2 separate regions of the Pan troglodytes genome follow, and region 1 is linked to region 2. A link is a contact called in public Hi-C data. All regions are on one chromosome and are shown on one strand. Each heading gives the region's core, a stretch centred on a gene start, on an enhancer-like site or on the middle of the called end of the contact. The rest is flanking DNA. Distances are from core to core; before and after follow the strand shown. Region 1 overlaps KIAA1671. Region 2 holds the start of LHFPL7 (LHFPL tetraspan subfamily member 7).

The links. Hi-C and Micro-C count contacts between places; a contact is called where the count stands out from the background.
Region 1: a Hi-C map of induced pluripotent stem cells shows a contact between it and region 2, with 1.8 times the contacts expected there. The contact joins the enhancer-like site here to the promoter of LHFPL7 in region 2. A contact is called at or near these places in 2 of 7 Hi-C or Micro-C datasets (induced pluripotent stem cells and stem cell-derived neural progenitor cells).

What each region holds. Positions count from the first base shown.
Region 1 is chr23:27,228,348-27,232,445 of NHGRI_mPanTro3-v2.0_pri, reverse strand. It overlaps KIAA1671, which reads right to left. Exons shown (of 13, transcript XM_054675950.2): 10 at 328-452. Among named protein-coding and RNA genes, the nearest start is that of CRYBB3, 17 kb to the left of the region's middle. Within about 2 kb of position 2,650, at least 1 of the 24 cell types and tissues checked has an H3K27ac peak or open chromatin away from gene starts, as enhancers often do. A contact at or near this core is called in induced pluripotent stem cells, where this site is marked.
Region 2 is chr23:26,988,505-26,993,078 of NHGRI_mPanTro3-v2.0_pri, reverse strand. LHFPL7 (LHFPL tetraspan subfamily member 7) reads left to right here and starts at 1,755. Exons shown (of 3, transcript XM_054675949.1): 1 at 1,755-1,972; 2 at 2,943-3,081. The coding sequence starts at 1,772.

The sequences.
Region 1 (4,098 bases), core at 1,401-3,900, 240 kb before region 2:
CTGGAGTGCCGTGGCGCAATCTCGGCTCACTGCAAGCTCCGCCTCCCAGGTTCAAGCCATTCTCCTGCCTCAGCCTCCCAGGTAGCTGGGACTACAGGTGCCCGCCACCACGCCCGGCTAATTTTTTTCTATTTTTTAGTAGAGACGGGGTTTCACCATGTTATCCAGGATGGTCTCGATCTCCTGACCTCGTGATCTGCCCGACTCGGCCTCCCAAAGTGCTGGGATTACAGGCATGAGCCACTGCACCCAGCCGGAATCTGTTCTTTACGCTGCTAAGGTTGAGGATCATGCCCACCAGGTGACTCTTGGTGAGAGGTCTGGTACCTTTAGCACTGCCGGATCCATGCCTGGAAACGCGGGCATCCTCTGAGGATGGCTGACGGGGGTCCTCTCAGCTTTGGATGGCTTCTCCTCCTCATCTGACTCTTCCTTCCTGGGTGATTTCTCCTCTGTTGCAAAGAAAAGGGCACTGAATTCATCAGCAGCTGCCATGTACTGAGGTCCTACATGCCAGATAATTTGCACGCAGTATCTCATGCAGTGCTCACATCAGACCTGCACAGAAGACGCTACGGCCCATTTTACAGATGAGGACCACCCAGGTGCCTGCTTTCATGCTCTCTCTTCTCACAACTCTGCTTCTTGCCAGAAGATACTGACAACAGGCAGAGTAGGTTTTCTTTTGCGGGAAGACAGAGGCAAACCCATCTCCTGGGCCCTTGGCTCATTCCAAGTCAGGGAAATAGAAGGAAATCTTTGGCAGAGGCAGGAAAGTAGATAGGAATGCTTTCAGCCAACAATGCACCGAGGTTATGCTCTCAGAGGAGAATGTGGAGAGCTTCATGTGTCTTGTGGAAAGGCGGCCCAAAGGTGGACCAGGAAGCCATTTTCCTTGACCCCAGCTCCCCTATCCAGGACTTAACCCCAGACCCGTGCTTGAGGCTGAGCTGATCACTCAAGCTTTTGGGTGATGGGCTGCCTATCCCCCTCTTCCAGGAGTGATATGGGAGGAGTTTCTACTTCCCTGAGACCAGGATGCTGGCATGGGCACAGTGAGGATTGGAGGAGGGGGCGGGGATGAAAGAGGCAAGACCTGGTGCTCTGGAGCCCTTGGGCTACCCGGGGAACTGAGGTACGCTAAGAAAACACAGACCCAGCCTTCCCCCTCCAGCCCCTGGCCGGCTCCTCCAGGCTGACGGGAGCCAGAGGTGCTGCTGCCACGTTCCAGCTGGGGGTATTTGTGTGCTTTTGTCCCTATTATGGTCTTCATTTGCTCCAGGTGGCTTAATAGAGCTTGGCTCAGAAAACCAAGAAAGTGCAGAGAGGTCTCACCTGAGGCACTTAAACATTTCCTTTAATAACAGAAATGGGATAGGAGTGGGAGAGAGAACTCTCCAAGCATTTCTTTAAGGTATCTGGTCAGAAGCAATGCCCCTCACTCAGCTCAGAGCCTGGTCTGACATCCTAATGTTTGCTATGGGCAAATCCCAAATGAACAAAGGCATCTACAAGATGTTTTTGAGGACTAAAAAGGCTGTGTCTACATAGAGTGGGCAGGTCAGCTGCTCTAGTTTCCATTGCAAGAAAAAATTTTTTCTTCTTTTTTTTTTTTTGAGACAGAGTCTAGCTTTGTCGCTAGGCTGGAGTGCAGTGGCACGATCTCGGCTCCCTGCAACCTCTGCCTCCTGGGTTCAAGCGATTCTCCTGCCTCAGCCTCCTAAGTAGCTGGGATTACAGGCACGTGCCACCATGCCCAGCTATTTTTGTATTTTTAGTAGAGACGGGGTTTCACCATGTTGGCCAGAATGGTCTCAATCTTCTGACCTTGTGATCCACCCACCTCGGCCTCCCAAAGTGTTGGGATTACAGGCGTGAGCCACCACGCCCTGCCTGTTTCTTCTTAAAAGTCTTTCATGGCTCTCCATCTACAGACGAAATCTAACTCCTTAGCAAAGCATCAGGGATCTCCATGATCTGGCCCCTGCCTACCTTTCCAGCATATCCTGCTATTCCCAGCTTGAGCAACACGAAACTGCTTAGGGATGCTCCTGCCACACACACAGAATGTTCTTTCCACATCTCTGTGCCTTTGATCTTGTTGATACTTCTGCCTGGAATAACTTTCCCTAACTCATTATTATCCATTCTTCAAGATTCAGCTCAGGTTTTGATACAGTAAGCAGCCAAAATAGTCCTTAGAGGAAAATGTATAGCCTTAAATGATGCATTAGAAAACAGAAAAGATTGATAATATATGGACTGAGCTTTCAACTCAGGAATACAGAAAAAAGACCAGCGAGCAAACCTAAAGAGAATACAGGGGTGGATTTAATCAAAATAAAAGCAGAAATAGTAAAACCTTATTAAGCTATGTCTCTGTCTCTTGTAACTCAAAGAGCCTCAATTAATACACTAACCTTCAAAACACTGTTTTACCTAGTTTCTGATAAGTTCTACATAACAAGAAATCAGTTTCCACTTTTGGGAGTGCCACCCTGGAGGCCAACGCATTGGGCAGGGGAAGCGGCTCCGTTCCCTTCCCAACGCAGGAGGCGCAGGTGCTGACGCAGCCGGTGGAGCGGCGTGAGCACGAGCGCGAGGTGCTGCACAAGGCGCTGGAGGAGAATAACAACTTCAGCCGCCAGGCGGAGGAGAAGCTCAACTACAAATGGAGCTCAGCAAGGAGATCCGCGAGGCGCACCTGGCCGCACTGCGCGAGCGGCTGCGCGAGGAGCTGCACGCGGCCGAGGTGAGCAGGCACAAGGAGCAGCGAGAGGAGATGTCGGGCTAAGGGCCCGGGACGGGCGGCGCCCACCCTGCGAGAGAACACGTTCGGGTTTTGGTTTTGTTTCGTTCACCTCTGTCTAGATGCGACTTTTGTTCCTCCTCCCCCACCCCCGCCCCCAGCTTCATGCTTCTCTTCCGCACTCAGCCGCCCTGCCCTGTCCTCGTGGTGAGTCGCTGACCACGGCTTCCCCTGCAGGAGCTGCCGGGCGAGACACGGTCCCTCGGTGCAGACACCAGGCCGGGCGCGGCTGGGTCCCCCGGGGGCCCTGTGAGAGAGGTGGTGGTGACCGTGGTAAACCCAGGGCGGTGGCGTGGGATCGCGGGTCCTTACGCTGGGCTGTCTGGTCAGCACGTGCAGGTCAGGGCAGGTCCTCTGAGCCGGCGCCCCTGGCCAGCAGGCGAGGCTACAGTACCTGCTGTCTTTCCAGGGGGAAGGGGCTCCCCATGAGGGAGGGGCGACGGGGGAGGCGGGTGATGGTGCCTGGGAGCCTGCGTGTGCAGCCGGAGCTTGTTGAACTGGCAGGCGGGTGGGTGGGGGCTGCAGCTCTCCTTAATGTGGTTGCACAGGGGTCCTCTGAGACCACCTGGCCTGAGGTGGACACCCTGGGCCTTCCTGGAAGCCTGCAGTTGGGGGCCTTGCCCTGAGTCTGCTGGGGAGTGGGCATTCTCTGCCAGGGACCCATGAGCAGGCTGCATGGTCTAGAGGTTGTGGGCAGCATGGACAGTCCCCCACTCAGAAGTGCAAGAGTTCCAAAGAGCCTCTGGCCCAGGCGCCTCCGTGGGACAGCCCCGCCGCCCCTCCCCACCAGGGCCTTGCAGATGTCCTTGAAAGACCCACCCTAGAGCCCTTTGGAGTGCTGGCCCCTCCTGTGCCCTCTTCCCTGGTGGAAGTGGCAGCCACAAGTCCTCCTCAGGGAGCCCCAAGGGGGATTTTGTGGGACCGCTGCCCACAGATCCAGGTGTTGGAAGGGCAGTGGGTAAGGTTCCCAAGCCAGCCCCCACACCCTTCCCACTTGGCACCCAGAGGGGACTGTGGGTCGAGGCCTGACTCCAGGCCTCTCCTGCCCACACCCTCTGGGCTGAGTTCCTTCTTTCCCTTGAATGCCCAGTGCTGGCCTTGGAGGACGGTCAGCTGGAGGACGGCAGTGGGGGAGGCTGTCTTTGTACCACTGCAGCATCCCCCACTTCTCCACGGAAGCCCCATCCGAAAGCTGCTGCCCGGCCCCTTGCTGTAAAATGTGAAGGGGGTGGCTGAGTTCTCTTAGGACCTCAGCTTCCATCCTGCGGGAGGCCTTGGCCGGGCACTGC
Region 2 (4,574 bases), core at 506-3,005:
GGTGGCATGTGCCTGTAGTCCCAGCTACTCGGGAGGCTGAGGCAGGGGAACTGTTTGAATCTGGGAGGCAGAGGTTGCAATGAGCCGACATGGCACCACTGCATTCCAGCCTGGCCGACACACAGCAAGACTCTGTTTCAAAAAAAAAAAAAGATAATACCATCTGCAGCAATGAGAAATGCACGCATACAGCACCGCACCAATTTTGCAAACCTAACTCCACACAAAATGACATACATTAAATAATTAAAATAAAAAAAAACAAAGTGGCTGCTATAAACAGCATCAGTGTTGCTTGAAGCCAGCCTGGCCAATATAGGGAGACCTTGTTTCCACAGAAAAGAAAAAAGGTTTCTAATTAGCCACATGTGATGGAACGTCTCTGCAAAAAAATAAAAATAAATAAAAATTAGCTGCCCCAGTAGTCCCAGCTACTCAACAGGTGGGAGGATCGCTTGAACCCAGGAGTTTGAGGTGGCAGTGAGCTATGATCATGCACTGCACTCCAACCTTTTTTCTCTGAAAGAAAGAAAGAGAGAGAGAGGGAAGGAAGGAGGGAGGGAGGGAAGGAAGGAAGCAAGGAAGGAAGGAAGGAAAGAAAGAAGGGAAGGAGGGAAGGAGGGAGGGAGAGAGAAGGAAGGAAGGAAGGACGGAAGGAAGGGCGGGCATATGTGTGTGAATTATTATTTTTTTTTTTTTTTTTTTGAGACGGAGTCTCGCTCTGTCGCCCAGGCTGGAGTGCAGTGGCGCGATCTCGACTCACTGCAAGCTCCGCCTCCCGGGTTCACGCCATTCTCCTGCCTCAGCCTCCAGAGTAGCTGGGACTACAGGCGCCCGCCACCGCACCCGGCTAATTTTTTTTTTGTATTTTTAGTAGAGACGGAGTTTCACTGTATTAGCCAGGATGTTCTCGATCTCCTGACCTCGTGATCCGCCCGCCTCGGCCTCCCAAAGTGCTGGGATTACAGGCGTGAGCCACCGCGCCGGGCTATGTGTGTGAATTTTTAAAAGGTGCCCCGACTGGGTAGAAGCAGCCCTTTAGAACAGAGGAGGCTCCATTTAAGAATGGATAAATAGGCCGTGCGCGGTGGCTCACGCCTGTAATCCCAGCACTTTGGGAGGCCAAGGCAGGCGAATCACAAGGTCAGGAGATCGAGACCATCCTGGCTAACACGGCGAAACCCCGTCTCTACGAAAAATACAAAAAATTAGCCGGGCGTGGTGGCGGGCGCCTGTAGTCCCAGCTACTCCGGAGGCTGAGGCAGGAGAATGGCGTGACCCCGGGAGGCGGAGCTTGCAGTGAGCCGAGATGGCGCCACTGCACTCCAGCCTGGGCGACAGAGCGAGACTCCGTCTCAAAAAAAAAAAAAAAAAAAAAAAATTTGATAAATGAAAGAACGAACGAACAAATGAACAAATGAAAGTATGCACGGAATATGAGAAGAGCCCTGCATGGACCAGTGAGGATGATGTGCCATGCAGAAGGTGGAGGCGCAAATGTTCAAAGGTCTTTAAGGGCTAACATTTATTCTAGGACTTGGGGGTTGTACTTCTAGAATTTGCTAGGGCAAAGTAACCCCCACTACCAGACCACAGTTATTAGTACCTCCCATTTGCATCTCCAGGCTCAAGGGGGGCTGATGATCTGGGGTCTGATCATAACACCAGATCCCTGGCTAGGGAGCACCTGGGCCAGCCCCTTTCTCTCCTTGTCCCTGCAGTCTCCATTAGTAATCTTCGCTGTTGACCCCTAGGTCAGCGATACTGCCTAATGTCGAGCAGTGTGTGGGTAGCTCTGGGGCTCTCTCTGACCTGCACCTCAGCCTTCAGCCTCATCTCCCCTGCCTGGTTCCAGACCCCGACCTTCTCCTTTGGCATCCTCACCTACTGCTCCTGGCCTCAGGGCAACAGTTGGAACCAGAGCTGCGTGACCTTCAGTTCCCTGGAGGATATTCCTGACTTTGCCTGGAAGGTGAGAGCTGGCTCACCAAGTCACTGGGTCTTCAGGGGCTCGTTTAAACTCATTAAGGCAGGAAAGCTGGCTGAGCGGAATTCGAGGAGGCTTTCCTCACTGCCTGAGTGTCCCAGTGGCTTCGAATTTGCCATTACTCTCCTTAGAACTGAGCATAGAAGTTCTTCAACCTGACAGCCCTTCAGAAACACCTGTGCAACTTTGCAAAAATGCCAAGTTCTGTGCTCCACCCGGAGCCCCTGTCTCCGTAGGCGTGGAGTGGGGTCCGGCTACTGATAATTTAACAAACATGCAGGATGATTCCAAAGGCAGCTGCCAGCCAATATAGCACCTTCGTGCAAATTAGGAAAAGGTGCCCCTTCTTTAGGATGCTCTACTGCCATCTGCTGGAAAGTCACTGTAATCAGTTTGCAAATCTATGATGGCCCCCAATGTGTCTCTGAGAGTTGTGCAGTATACAACCTGCACGCTCTTACCTGGCCACCCTCTAAACACTGCTAGGTTTAAAAATGAAAGCTAAGGTGTTAAAGTCCCTGATATGATGCACATTGCCAAAATCAACAATGGGGAGAATGGGAAAGGACTCCTAGTCCAGCACCTCTAAGGAAGAATATACAGCCTTCAAAATTGATTGTTATAAGGGTGATGTAACAGCAGCTACCAGGTGCCTCTCCTGATGATCCTGGCATGTAGCAAGTGCTTAATAAAGGTACTATATGCTGGTCAGTCAATGTGGATCTTCATTCTGGCTCTACCACTTAATTACCCATGTGTTCTGAGGCAAATGACTTCAGTTTCTTGGACTTTTATTGGAAAATTTATTTTCTTGGACAGTTTCTTTTTATGTAAAATGGAGATCATAATAGCACAAACCACATGCTGCGAGGACTCAGAAGCTGGTCAATGAGCAGGGGAGCATCCACCTGCCCCTGTCCCAGCCAACACCCTTCCTTCTGTCTCTTCCCTGCAGGTCTCAGCTGTGATGCTCCTCGGAGGCTGGCTCCTGTTGGCCTTCAATGCAATTTTCCTCCTGTCTTGGGCTGTGGCCCCCAAAGGGCTGTGCCCAAGGAGAAGCAGTGTTCCAATGCCAGGGGTGCAGGCAGTGGCAGGTAAATCCAATGCACAGGCACATAGTCAGTGCTCTAGACATGTTTATGGAATGAATGAATGAATGAATGAATGAATGAATGAATGGAGTCTGTGAGCAGAGCCTGGCCTGTCGGGTCAGACCTCAGAGATAAACCCTAGGATTGTTGACTATTCCTGGTCCTTTGGCAAGCCAGAAATCAGGGGGAGGGAGAGATGGCATCCTTAGTGTCACCCATTACTGCTCTTAGCTGACCCAGTCCTAATAATCTGTCCCCCTTTGTTTCTCTCTCATCCATCCACTTCATGTCATCCTTACCAGGGCCACCATACACAGTTGGGGATGTTGTGCACTGTGCAAGCATGCCCAGCTGAGAACTGAGAAGATGCTGAAATCTAGTCCATACTTCACTTGCTAAACTGTGAACCTGCAAGACTGCATCTCTTGAGAAGGGTCACTTTTCTGTAATTTATACATAGCTTTTGAATATACTAGCCAGGTCTTCATTACAATCCTCATTCAATTAATGCTCCACCATCTCTTGCCTGGATTACAGCAATAAGCACCTCACAGGTCTCACTGCTGTCACTGCTCCCCCTTAGTGTCTATTTGGCCACACACTGGACAAACGAGTCCTGTTAAGCTGACATCAGATCATGCCACTCAGACTGGCTTATCCACCCTCCAATCACTTCCCATCATACTCGGAGTAAAATCTGAACTTCTTACCGTAGCCTATGAGGCTCCACCTAACCCAGTCCCCAGTCCCTCGCCAACCTCATCTCTTCCTTCCTCTGCCAGGCTCAGTGTGCTCTGGCTATTCTGATTTGCAATCTGTTGCTCATATACACCATGCTTGTTCCCTCTGCTGGACTCCTCTTTCCCCAGATTTTCGCAGGTCTTGCTACTCACTTCATTACGGGCTCTGCTCAGATATCACTGCCTCCATGAGGTCTTCCATGACTTCTAGCTAAGGGATCTTCCCTCTCCTTAGATTCTCCATCTTCTTACTTTGCTTTATATTTTTCATAGCACATACTTACCTGAAATATCTAATCTGCCTACTTGATTATTGTCCCTCTTTCTCCAAAGAACATCAGCTCCATGAGGACAAGGACATGTCTGTCTGCCTTGTTATCACCAGCCCCTAGCACAGTGCTTCATACATAATGGGTGCCCAATAAACATTTGCTGAGTCAATTGATGGAGACATGATCCTTGTCCTAGGCTTGCTTGCAGTGTCTAGTTAGTTGAGGGGGGGGGGGTTGGAGGGCATCAGTCAGTGGATATTTCACATGGTGGGGATGAGCAAAGGATGCTAGAAAAAACTCCAGGAAGCACCTGACCCAGTGCATGGATGGGCCCAGTGTATGGATGGGTTAAGGCAAGCTTCTTGGAGGAGGTCCCACCTGAGCCAAGTCTGGAAGGATGAGTAGAAGTTAGCCAAGAGTACAAGGGCATTTCTGGTAATGGGAACATGAAGAACAAAGGCATGGAAACAAGGGAGCAAGGCAT